Regions from separate parts of the Mus musculus genome. Here region 1 is linked to region 2. The links are chromatin contacts, called in public Hi-C maps. All regions are on one chromosome and are shown on one strand. The core of a region is the stretch at or near the end of the contact, and the rest is flanking DNA. Distances in the headings are between cores, read along the strand shown.

Region 1 (6,073 bases), core at 2,817-5,316, 190 kb before region 2:
TATCCCACATGGGGTGAGGTCAAGAGGTCATGAAGTATTGAATGGGCATAATCACGAAACAGAAGAAAACACTCACAGCACTCATGTGGCCTAGGGCTGGGATCCAGGACACACAGACAACTACACCTCAACAATAAACAGTCAACCCAAGTTTTAAAAGCTGGAGCCCACTGTGACGGCATACATGTTTAATCTCAGCTGCTTGAATGACAAGACTCTTGAAGTAACTTTGAGACAGGGCTTTTCTGTGTAGCACTGGCTGTCCTGGAACTTGCTGTGTAGACTTTGTTGGCCTCAGAGATCTGCCAGCCTCTGCCCATTCAGTTCTGGGATTAAAGGAGTGTGCCACCATCACTAGACCCTTCAAGTGAAATGTTTAAAGGAGTTGTAGCTGTAGATGTGACTCAGTGGTGGGACCACTTGGTTCACATGGTCAAGCCCCAGGGTCAAACCTCAGAACTAAAAAAAAAAAAAAAGGTGGGAGGGATTTGGAAGAAGGAGAGAAGGAGGAGGGGAAAAAAGGAGGAGCAGGAACAGGTATGGGAAGAGACAGGGGAGATGTACAGTGGGACAGGAAATTGAACAGAGGTGTATAGCAATAGGGGATGGGGAACTACAAGTAGCCACCAGAAAGTCCCAGATGCCAGGAAAGCAAGAGCCTCCCAGGACCCCATGGGGATGACATTAGCTGAAATACCTAACATAGGGGAGATAGGACCTGTTGAGACCATATCTAGAGGTTAGCCATGCCCCTTGCCTTCTGGTTTAGGGATGGGGCCACCCACTCATCTCCAAAATTTTAACCCAGAATTGCTCCTGTCTAAAAGAAATACAGGGGCAAAGAGTGGAGCAGAGATTGAAGGAAAGGCCATCCAGAGACTGCCCCACCTGGGGATCCATTCCATATTCAAACACCAAACCCAGACACTATTGCTGATGCCAAAAAGAGTTTGCTGACAGGAGCCTGATACAGCTGTCTCCTGAGAGGCTCTGCGAGATTCTGACCAAGACAGATGCGGATGCTCACAGCCAACCATTGGGCTGAGCACAGGGACCCCAACAGAGGAGTTATGGAAAGGACTGAAGGAGCTGAAGGGGTTTGCAGCCCCATAGGAGGGACAACAATATCAACCAACCAGACCCCCCAGAGCTCCCAGGGAATAAGCCACCATCCAAAGAGTATACATGGAGGGACCCATGGCTCCAGCTGCATATAACAGAGGATGGCCTTGTCATGATAAAGCCCATAATTATGGATAATTAACATATTTTAATTAAAGTGTTGAAAAAGAAAAATATGACTTTAGATTGAGTTACTATACTTTTCAAAATAAGATTTATGTCAAAATTCATATCATATTAATAACAATATTCTGAGTTGGGGAGGTGGTGTAATCCTGCATGGCAGGAACCTGATGCTGGGAGCAGAAAGCAAAGTCAGAAGTCCAAGGTCAACCTTTGCCCCAGAGCCTCTGCCCCACAGCCTCTGCTACAATAGCCTCTGCCCCACGGCCTCTGCCCCACAGCCTCTGCCACAGCCTCTACTACAATAGCCTCTGCCCCAGAGCCTCTGCCCCACCCTCTGCTACATAGCCAATCTGAGTTCAGTTTAGGCTACATGAGACCTACAAAACAAATGAAAGATGTCATTTAAAATGTACAGACCAAGCCAGGTATATTGATCTAGGACCATAATCCTTGCACTGGAAAGGCTAGGGTAGGTAGACTATGAGTTCAAGACTGAGGGATACAGCCTTTAATCCCAGCACTTGGGAGGCAGAGGCAGGTGAATTTCTGAGTTTGAGGCCAGCATGGACTACACAGTGAGTTCCAGGACAGCCGGGGCTACACAGAGAAACCCTGTCTCAAAAAATAAATAAATAAATAATAAAAGATTGGGAGATACAGAAGACTTCAAGTCTTGGAGTAGAACAGTCAAAAACATAAAAACTGGCAGACAAGAGGAAAAAAAGTTTCAACAGGAAAAGCAGCACAGGGACTCTAAAGACAGCTTGGTGGATAAAGAGCACTGGCTGCTCTTCCAGAGGACCTGGATTCAATTCCCAGTACCCACACGGCAGTCTGTAACTCTGGTTCCAGGGGACCCGACACCCTCACATGAACATACATGCAGGCGAAACACCAATGCACATAAAATAAAAATAAATAAATCATTTTTTAAAAAGAGCAAAAAGAATAAAAACATGAGGGCTGGAGAGATGGCTCAGCAGTAAGAGCACTGTCTGTTCTTTCAGAGACCTGAGTTCAAATCCCAGCAACCACCTGGTAGCTCACAACCATCTCTACTGGCATCTGATGCCCTCTTCTAACCTGCAGCTGAACGTGCAGATAGAACAAAAAGAATCACACACTTCTTCAAATAAAAAGAAATGGTAGTGAGGATTAGTGAGGATGTGCCACATCAAAACTCGCCACATTCCATGTCACATTCCGTAGTTAGTGATAACAAGTGAGATGAGAATCCCTTGGTGACCGTATCAGTGCACGTGGGCGGATGACCTCACTTGCCTGGAAAGCATCTATTTTTTTAATTGGCTCATAAATATTCAAATGAATTAAAGAATACAATTCGTAGTAGACTTCTATATGCACACATATCCACACAATACTTAATTTCTTTAGCATGATAATATATGCACATATCATATTTGAACAGTAACCTATATGAAGTTAGTGTGTCTGTATGGAACTATCCGTCTCCACTCAGCAGACAGCATCTCACTCAACGCTGAGACATCAGAAGTCGTCTCAGCATGATCAGAGGAGTTGCACAGAAGTGAGTCAGAAAACCGGAATCTACCTCAGGATGAATGCCGTAAGGTAAGATAGGACTGCCAAACTCCACAACAGTGGTTCCCAACTGTGGTGGTTTGAATATGCTTGGTCCAGAGTGGCACTATTAGAAAGTGTGGTCTTGTAACACGTGTGTCACTGTGAGGGTGGACCTGGAGACCCTCCTCCTAGCTACCTGGAGAACAGTAGTCTTCTGATTGCCTTTGGCACAGGAGGTGGAAGGGACTCTCAGCCCCTCCAGCACCATGTCTGCCTGGACGCTGCCACACTTCCCACCATCATAATGGACTGAACCTCTGAACCTGTAAGCCAGCCCCAATTAAATGTTTGTAAGAATTGCCTTGGTCATGTCGTCTCTTCACAACATTGGAAACCCTAAGATACCAACCTTCCCAGTCCTGTAAACCCTTAATACAGTTGCTCAGATCATGGTGACCCCCAACCATAGTTGTCGTTGTTGTTGCTGCTGCTGCTTCATGACTGTCATTTTGCTACTGTTGTGAACTGTAATGTAAATATTTGATATGCAGGCTATCTGATGTGAAAGGGCCATTTGACCCCTAGAAGGGTTACAACCCACAGGTTGAAAGTAACTGCTCTAGGGAAAGAAATAATTTAAAAACCCATGTAACTGGATGTAGTTAACATACAAACAAATCAATGGGCTGGCAGATGGTTCAGTCAGTCACTGTGCTGGCTGCTAAGCCTGACAGCCTGAGTTTGATCCTCGCACAGTAGAAGAGAACCAACTCCACCATGTTGTCCTTGGATAACTTTGTGTGCTCTAGCACATACACAAAATAAATGTAATAAAAAAAATGAAAGCTTGCATTAAAAATAGTAACCAGTTGGAATATAATGGGAGAAACAAGCATTTATAAGTTCAACCACAAAGTATTTCTAAGTATTAATACTTTAAGCATTAATGAACTTTAACAAGAAATGTTCAATTACCAAATGAATTAAACTAGGAAGCACTCTTGAATATGTAAGAGTTCTGAAAATATCTTTCCTGTTAGGTATCATGTTGCTGCAAGTGGAACGGACCGCCTGAAGAATCAAGAGTACAGGCTGCAGAAACGGCTCAGTGGCTAAGAGCACTCACTGACTGCTCTTCCGAAGGTTCTGAGTTCAGTTCCCGGCAACCACACAGTAGCTGGGAGGAGCAAAAAGCATGGGGCCTGCTCCAGAGCCAGGTGCTGCAGGGAGCACTGTGCACACTGCGGCTGGGGAGCCTGGGCCGGGCCGGGCGGCCTGGTCAGGTAGTGAGCTCCCAGTTAAGGAAACCTGTCTTTAAGGTCAGGTACTTGGAAGGGGAGGAAGGAGGTTGTGAAGACTGAGACCAGTCAAACCAAAGCAAAATCAAGTCCCTTTCTGCCGAAAGCCACCATATACCAAGCTAAGACAGAATACAAATTGAAAGCTATCTCTAACATGCATTGTAAATAAGTGACCCATACCCAGTACAGAAGTCTTAGATGTGGTAGTGTGTCTAAGATGCCTATTAGTCCAGTGCCTCTCAGCCTTCCCACGGCTCCGACCTTTTAATACAGTTCTTTATATTGTCATGACCCTACCCATTCAATTACTTTGCTATGTGATAACTGTAATTTTGCTACTGCTACCAATCATGATGTATATAACTCTCTGTGACCCCTGTGAAAGGGTGGTCCCACCCAAAGAGCCACTATGCAAAGGTTGAGAGAGACCCCTGCTATAATCCAAACACTCGGAAAGCTGGGGCAACAAGTTCTGAGGCTGGCCTAGACTACACAGTGAGTTCAAGGTCAGCCTAGGTAGGCTACACTGTGAGACCCTGTCTCAAAAGAGAAGTCTTCACAATTAAGGAAGGGTGGAAGGCAGGTCCAGTGGTTTAAAGGGAAGGGTGCTTGCCACCAAAGCCCTCGTTCAATCCATGAAAGTTGTCCTGATAGATAGATGTGTACACTCATCCTGACACCACCCACACAGACAGAAACACACATCCCACATGCACAATGTCTAAAATATGTATAAGATAGATATAGTGTCAGGTTCTAGGGCTAGGATGAACTTAGGTATAAATTATAAACCTTGAAGTTAAAACTCATGAGTGGGGCTCACAGGATACAAGAGCGCCTTACAGACAATGTCTGAGAAAGTGAGAACATCCGAGATCTATCCAACATGATAGATTGTAAACTGAGTTTAAAAGTATTAATAGTGGGGTTTCCCTGGTAATCTATCAGCAGCTGTGGAGATAACCTTCCTTACCATATCAAGAGCTATGAAACAGAAAGTCACCATGCGCAGATAGGCGACTCAACCAAGAAGCAAGTGCTGGTGCTGTTAGGAGGAAGAAGCTTGGAAGGACAGGGAGTTTGAGAATCTCTACAAACTGCTGGTCAGGAGAAAGAGTTTAGTGAATGACTGCTGAGGCGAGCGAGGGGTGAGGGTGCAGCCATGTGCAGACTGAGAGCCCTTTGCCTGGAGCTAATGTTAAGGACATGACAATGAACTCAAGTTGAAGAACATTTATAAAATAATCTCAATTACAGAAAAGAAAGCAACAATAAACAAACAACAAACAAAAATCTGAGGAGCAGTAAGAAAGACAACTTAATTCCAGAGTTGCCCTAGACTGGCAAAGAGAAGGTGTGAGGTCATGGAAGGACTGACTGATTAGCTGCGTATCTCCCCAAATGGTGCAGCCTGTGTAAGATAACTCAGGAAGAACTCCTTCTCCCAAGGAAACAGATACGAGTGGGTAAAGGGAAGCAGCATCCATCAGACTGAGTTAGTGGTATCTGGAATCCCAGGGGTCCAGGAGACCGAAGTTACTGCCCAACTCAGCCAGACCGCATCAATACACAGACAAGCAGACAGGCAGACAGACAGCATGGTGGTCCCTGGTTTAATCTTCGTTCCATAAAGAAAGATGGGTGGGGATGCACAAGCAGCAAAGGGTTCAGCCTAGTCTGTGAGGATCCCCAGCACTCTCCTACACCGAGCTGTGCCTACAGTGAGCAGCACCTGCTGCAAATGCAGACGCTCGCCTCCGCCTGGGTGCTTGCTGGGGTGGGTCTGCCTGCATCCGCCTGTGTCTGCCTTCCAGAGGCTAAAGCCTCCCTCATCTAGAACCCCAGCATTCAGGCCAGATCTCATTGCAAAGCTCTGGCTTGTCTCTGCTGTCATCATAGGCCTCTTCTTGCAATGGCAAATCTCCTTCCTAACCATTGACAGGAGGTGAAAAGCAAAGTTATCAATATGAAACTTTCCA
Region 2 (5,783 bases), core at 2,484-4,983:
CTTACACACAACCATCCAATCATTGTCTAGTGATTTCCTCATTCCACTCTAGGGTTACACCTATGCAGACAGTGAGGAAACATTCTTATACAAATAGCTTTTCAAAAAGCTTCAAGTTTAAAATACCAAAATAGGCAAGACACAAGACAGAGAAAGTAAGAGCCCTACATATAGCCAGCACCTCAGTGCTTGAAGGAAGAACGAATACTTCAAAGGGTGGGCATCCACACCAGAACTGCTTCATGTAAGCTCAGCCAAGCAAAACCAGCTTACCTTTCTTGTCATCACCAGCAGCAACCTCGGCCAAGTAACGGTAGTAGTCACCCTTCATTTTCAAATAGAAGACTTTGCTTTCTGGTTGCGAAGCATTGGGGATCAAGAACTTTTCCAAAAGAGACTTCAGAAGAAAAGAAACAGAAATAGTAAGGAGACAACACTTACAAACCAAAGTTAAGCAAACACCAGAGACTGAATTGTAAAAGTCAAAACAAAACCTTAATTTTTCTAATAACCCAGCAGTTCAGAGTGCTGGTGCAGGAGGATTGCTGTGGATGAGACCAGCCTAGACTGCAAATGGACACTAACTCAAAAATTAAATCAACAAGTAAATCAAGGCAGGGAAAAGGCCAGATGGAAAAAACCCTTTCATCTCATCATAGCAATTTATTTTTCTTATTTACAGATCCTCACAAATGGAAATTTTCATTCTGTAGCTTTGCTTAAAACTATTAGTGTAGAGCTTACTGGAACTGTTACATACTAAATAAAACCAACTTCAAACAAATAATGTAACTGCATTGGAGAGAAAAAGGTAGAACAGAGTGAATAAATAAAAGTCAGTCTCTCACCATACCTACTTCCTTGAACACCACTGCTTTGAAATCAAAGTGATGTCCGTGCTCATCTGGGCTGAAGCCCAGATATGCCAATTCTTACAAGAAGTGTGCCTAGATTCTGGTTTCTATTCTCCGAAAAGACTCGAGATTCTTGAATATCTATAATCCAATGATGGAGGACAGAACTGAACAAATTTTAATCCTACTGCTTAATCTATGCATGTAGATAGGCCATAAAGATACGGTTAAGAGTGAGTGACTCTATCCCTCATAATGTACAAACGTGGCAGCTGGCATGCGCACCTTTGTAATCTCAACACTTAAAGGCAACACAGGTCACCCAAAGGTTAGGAAAGTATCTCAGTGACCCTGTGCTGGCCTAGCAAAGCCACAGAATCGACTTGCATGTGTGGAGGGTGTAATGGAAAACCCTAAAGCTGGACAGATACTCCTTTGGGAAGTGTTGATAAATGTTCACGGGAATTAGCAACCTACTTTATTAGTAATTTCTGTATTCCTAAAAAACATATCAGGAGCAGGGCAGTGGTGGCACACATCTTTAATCCCAGCACTTAAGAGGCAGAGGAGCCGGTTCCTGAGTTCCAGTTGAGTCTAGCTAGAGCATGCTTCAGAGTTCCAGTTGAGACCCTTCTGAAAAACCAAAACCAACCAAACCAAGCCAAACCCCTTATTGGGAATTGCAGTAACAGATCAACAGCAATCCCTCAGCCTCCCCACTTAAGTGACTCACTTAACTTTCAGTGTGTCTATCAAAACACCCATTTTAGAATAAGCACAGCAATGTCTAAAGCTCTCTGAAATAAAACGAGGACCCTATGAACAAAGCATCTAGTTTGATGCACAAAAGCCACACACACATATTCTGGGGATAATCACAGGCCCTCAGAACCATGAGTTTTTTATTCAAACCAACAGCAACCAAAATCATTTGAAAAAGTAACTTTCAACTTACAATAGGTACTAGCATGTATTGGGGCCTGGGAATCTATTCATGTGGCCAGAGTGACAGCTGCATTTCTCCATCTTCCTCACAGAAAAAGCTATCAGTACAAAGGCTATCAATTAACCTCCTACTTCCAAAGACTATATAATGTTTTATTTTTAAACTGTGAGTGCATAGAACCCAGATAGCAGCTCCTTAACTATTTGTGTTTCAGGGGAATCTGGCCACTCTTCAAGGACACCAGGCTGCACACGGTGCAAACACATGCATACAGACAAAACACCCCACACAGAAAACAGTAAGATAATAGACAATAATGCTGATTGCTTGTACTGTCATGGAAATAGTCATGACTGCACAGGAGGATGAGTGAAGAATGACTCTCAAGTGCCTGCATATCACTGCTAATGCCTGTAACTTTCTAGTCACATGTGCTACATGCTGCTCACCTTAAAATACAGCAACTGTTTATACTGTCCACCCACTTCCAAAGAACAGGAAATAAAAATGTGGGCTAAAATACTTTTTAATGCTAACACATTCTTCCTAAACCTAATTTTTATAGGCACTTGAGTTTCACCTCTATTGTGTCTACTTCCAAAGGTTTTAGTTTAAGGAGAACAAGGACATATCCTTTGTAAGGCAGTCAGGGACTAGTGTTACTGGAAGATAGAGAAAATGGAAGGCTTAGTTTGTCCTTTGTTTTCTTAGAGTAGGTACAATTATTAAAACAATTTTACACCTTTTAACTTTCACGCAGTCAGTTTTGTTCTTTAAGCTACAACCTCAACACTGCCCAGGTGTAAACTGAACTCATAGGCTCAAGTGATCATGCCTCCACCCTACTATAAGGTAGAGTAGTAGGGTCTCATGGGTTTAAATTTTATAAGCTAAACACCACTACCCAAAACCCATCATGTTGCCTGCTTCTAAGACACTCAAATATTAAATTCTGACTGAATTACAATGAATGAATTCTTCAACAGCCTACTTTAAAAACAAGAATTTTACAACAAGCTTCAGTAGAAAAATTTTTATTATCTTAGTACCTTAAAGACCCATCTCTCAAATACAAAAATAAACAAAGCTCACTATTTAATTTTTAAACAATTAAGATACAATATAAACTGAGGCTGATTCTATCAGATAATGAATATTTTCCTAAGAGAAAAAAAAATATTCTGTGTCTCTGACACCCCAAGTGCTCACTTTGGAGGACACAGAGGTGTCAGAGCAAGCACAAGCATTCCCAAGCTGCAGCCACATAGCAGGCTGTCTACACTTGCATGAGACAGAGGAAATCACTCTCTAGACCAAAGGTCAACAAAGACCAGTGAGAAACTGGTCATCGAGGTAGCACAAGTATCTTGTTTCACTACGTTAATTTCAAGGTTTGCTTTCCATTTTATCCCAGGAAAAGTATCCCCAATCAATCATGAATCCTCAGATTTCCTAGAAATTTGAGAGCACATTTCCTCCCCTGCCCCCCCTTTTAGAGCAAAGACATTTTAGATCATACAATTTTAAAAAAAATATTTATTTATCATATGTAAGTACACTGTAGCTGTCTTCAGATACCCCAGAAAAGGGCATCAGATCTCATTACAGGTGGTTATGAGTCACCATGTGGTTGCTGGGTTTTGAACTCAGGACCTTGGAAGCAGTCAGTGCTCTTACTGGCTGAGTCATCTCTCCAGCCCATATAGATCACACAACTTTTAACAAAGTAATTTATAGTTTACCCTTTAAAAAAAAAAAAGTGGATACTTTTAAAGGTTTTGTTTGATGAGACCTGGGTATTCTCAGGCCTCCTGTGGGCCGATTTTGAGACAATGGCCATCAGTCAGGTTTTTCCCGTCAAAGCCCTTTACTGTACCAACAGACTGCAGTGCTGGTGCTGTAGCAGGACAAAGCACACTTCCCAAGCATGGCTTGCTCACTGTAATGTGACACCACACCTGAACCTCTGCCCCAAAGAGAGCCTGAAGTCATGTGACAAAGAATTACAAATGCAAGCAAACCGTGTGCCAGGAAAGGAACACCAAGACCATAAAAAGCTGCCGGAAAAGTTGCCCAGCTAACAGACAGTAAGTCAGCTGTGCAGGGGAATAGAATTCCGGAACCATCTAATAAATACAATGGGTCAACATTATATTTAGGTAAAACCTTTAAGGGAACAATTTTGTTAGACTCCTGGTTAAATCATAAAAATTGAGGTTGGAGAGATGGCTCATTGGTTAAGAACGCTGGCTGCGCTTCCAGATAACCAAGGCTCCCAACCATCAGGACCGCCAGTCCCCAGGGGATCCTTTGGCCTCTAAGGGTACCAGGCATGCATGTGATGAACAGACACACATTTGGGGAAAGGAAGGAAGGAAGGAAGGAAGAGAGAGAGAAAGAAAGAAAGAGAGAGCGCGCAAGCAGGTAAGATGTCTCGCTGGCTAAAGGCCTCATGCCAAGACTGGTGGCATGATCTCAATGTTTCAGACCTCCACTGAAGGAAAACTGACTCCTGCAAAGTGTCCTGTGGTTTAGGTGCACGACTGCGTGCACGCACGCGCACAGAGTTAAAATATTTGTTTAAAGAGAAACCCTTAAAGTATCAAGAGCTTCTAAAGACTGTAAGAGCTTGCTTCACTTTCTTCCTACATCAGTTTATTTCTGTATTTCAAAATTTCAGAGACAGCACAGAAGCAATGATGCACCTGTAAACGTAAGATTTGGGAGGACAGTTCTCACTTCCTACACTTACTGCAAGAACTGCCATCAATGGTCATGAAGGAAACACATTAGCAAGAACAAGTCCTAAGCTGGGGTTGGTGCTTGTGCCTATAACCCTAGCACTTGGGAGGAAGACTGCTCAAGTCTGAGGCCAGCCCAAGCTTTGGTATGAATTATACCCTATTTCAAAACACAAAAAGCTGGATATGGAAGTGCCAACACTTGCGAGGTAGAGGCAGGAGGAGCAGGACTTCAAAGACTTTAATCAATACATACACACACAAATAAAAAACACACTAAAATGATCCCTAAAACTAATAAACTAAAATTTGAAAACGCAGCTGAACTTTAATGTGACTCAGAGTGAGAGTGAGCCTCCAAACCTGACCGAGCCTCTGCCTCTGTGCCATCACATCATTTAGTACTAAATACCCCCAAAGAGGCAATCTACTTTACAAAAACATGGTTAACATTTCTTGTGCAAGTCTTCCCACGCAAACTTTCCCCAGCACTTTACCCTACAGGATTTACCATCATTTCTAGTTCTCTTAAAATCTTAACTAGAAAGCTAAGCTATGAATTTAACCTATCCACTGTTTCTGAGTTTTAAGTCTTTTACTCCCCCTTGTGGCTGAAGGGGTGAGTGCTTACAAACTGTAACCTCAGTTGCTCCAAACTAACCATTTAGTAAAGTGTTCATAAAACATGTTAACAATGCTTCCTATGGCAACACTGAATGTTGTGTGTGAGGTCTCATGGACAGCTGCTACCTTTAAAGATCTGACATGAGGAAATGAAGAAGGTGACAGAGGGTGACTAACTCCAATGCATTCCCAACAATAAGCACATAGCAGACCGTCACTACATGTCAACCAACAAGGGCGCTGATAGAGTAGTTCCTTGGGCAGCACCCTAAAATACCACAAAAAGGAGTTTATGCCAAAAATTTAATAAGCAAAGCATCTTTACAAAATTGAATGCTTGATGGAATGCATTTAGGTGTTTCTGACCAGTTGGTGGTGGAGGGAGACACAGAGACGACCTCTGAATGGAAGTTACCATGATCATCTATTCAGGGTCACTGGGCCCAGGGTAAACACTGGGAAAAAACAGAACTGGGAGGAACTACTGCTAAACAACCCTGTGGTGGCTTTGCACTAAAGCAGGATTTCTATTTAAGAACAGCCTGGGCTACAGAATGAGAGCCTGCCTCAAAATAACTAACCAACTAACTATAAGGCAAACCTTTACTACTAATCAAT

What was found. A called contact is a pair of places that touch in the nucleus more often than the background predicts.
Region 1: a Hi-C map of embryonic stem cells shows a contact between it and region 2, with 3 times the contacts expected there. The contact joins two enhancer-like sites. A contact is called at or near these places in 1 of 15 datasets of contacts at CTCF or cohesin (large pre-B cells), 34 of 484 Hi-C or Micro-C datasets (the 63-12 cell line, B cells, the Ba/F3 cell line and 22 more), 3 of 115 datasets of contacts at active chromatin or transcription factors (bone marrow-derived macrophages, extraembryonic endoderm stem cells and large pre-B cells) and 3 of 9 other capture datasets (adipose tissue, embryonic stem cells and liver).

Annotation. Positions count from the first base shown.
Region 1 is chr15:36,585,260-36,591,332 of GRCm38.p6, forward strand. No RefSeq gene overlaps it. Among named protein-coding and RNA genes, the nearest start is that of Pabpc1, 21 kb to the right of the region's middle. Within about 2 kb of position 4,067, at least 2 of the 459 cell types and tissues checked have an H3K27ac peak or open chromatin away from gene starts, as enhancers often do. A contact at or near this core is called in embryonic stem cells, where this site is marked.
Region 2 is chr15:36,775,973-36,781,755 of GRCm38.p6, forward strand. It overlaps Ywhaz (tyrosine 3-monooxygenase/tryptophan 5-monooxygenase activation protein, zeta polypeptide), which reads right to left. Exons shown (of 7, transcript NM_011740.3): 4 at 274-397. Among named protein-coding and RNA genes, the nearest start is that of Ywhaz, 16 kb to the right of the region's middle. Within about 2 kb of position 3,734, at least 90 of the 459 cell types and tissues checked have an H3K27ac peak or open chromatin away from gene starts, as enhancers often do. A contact at or near this core is called in embryonic stem cells, where this site is marked.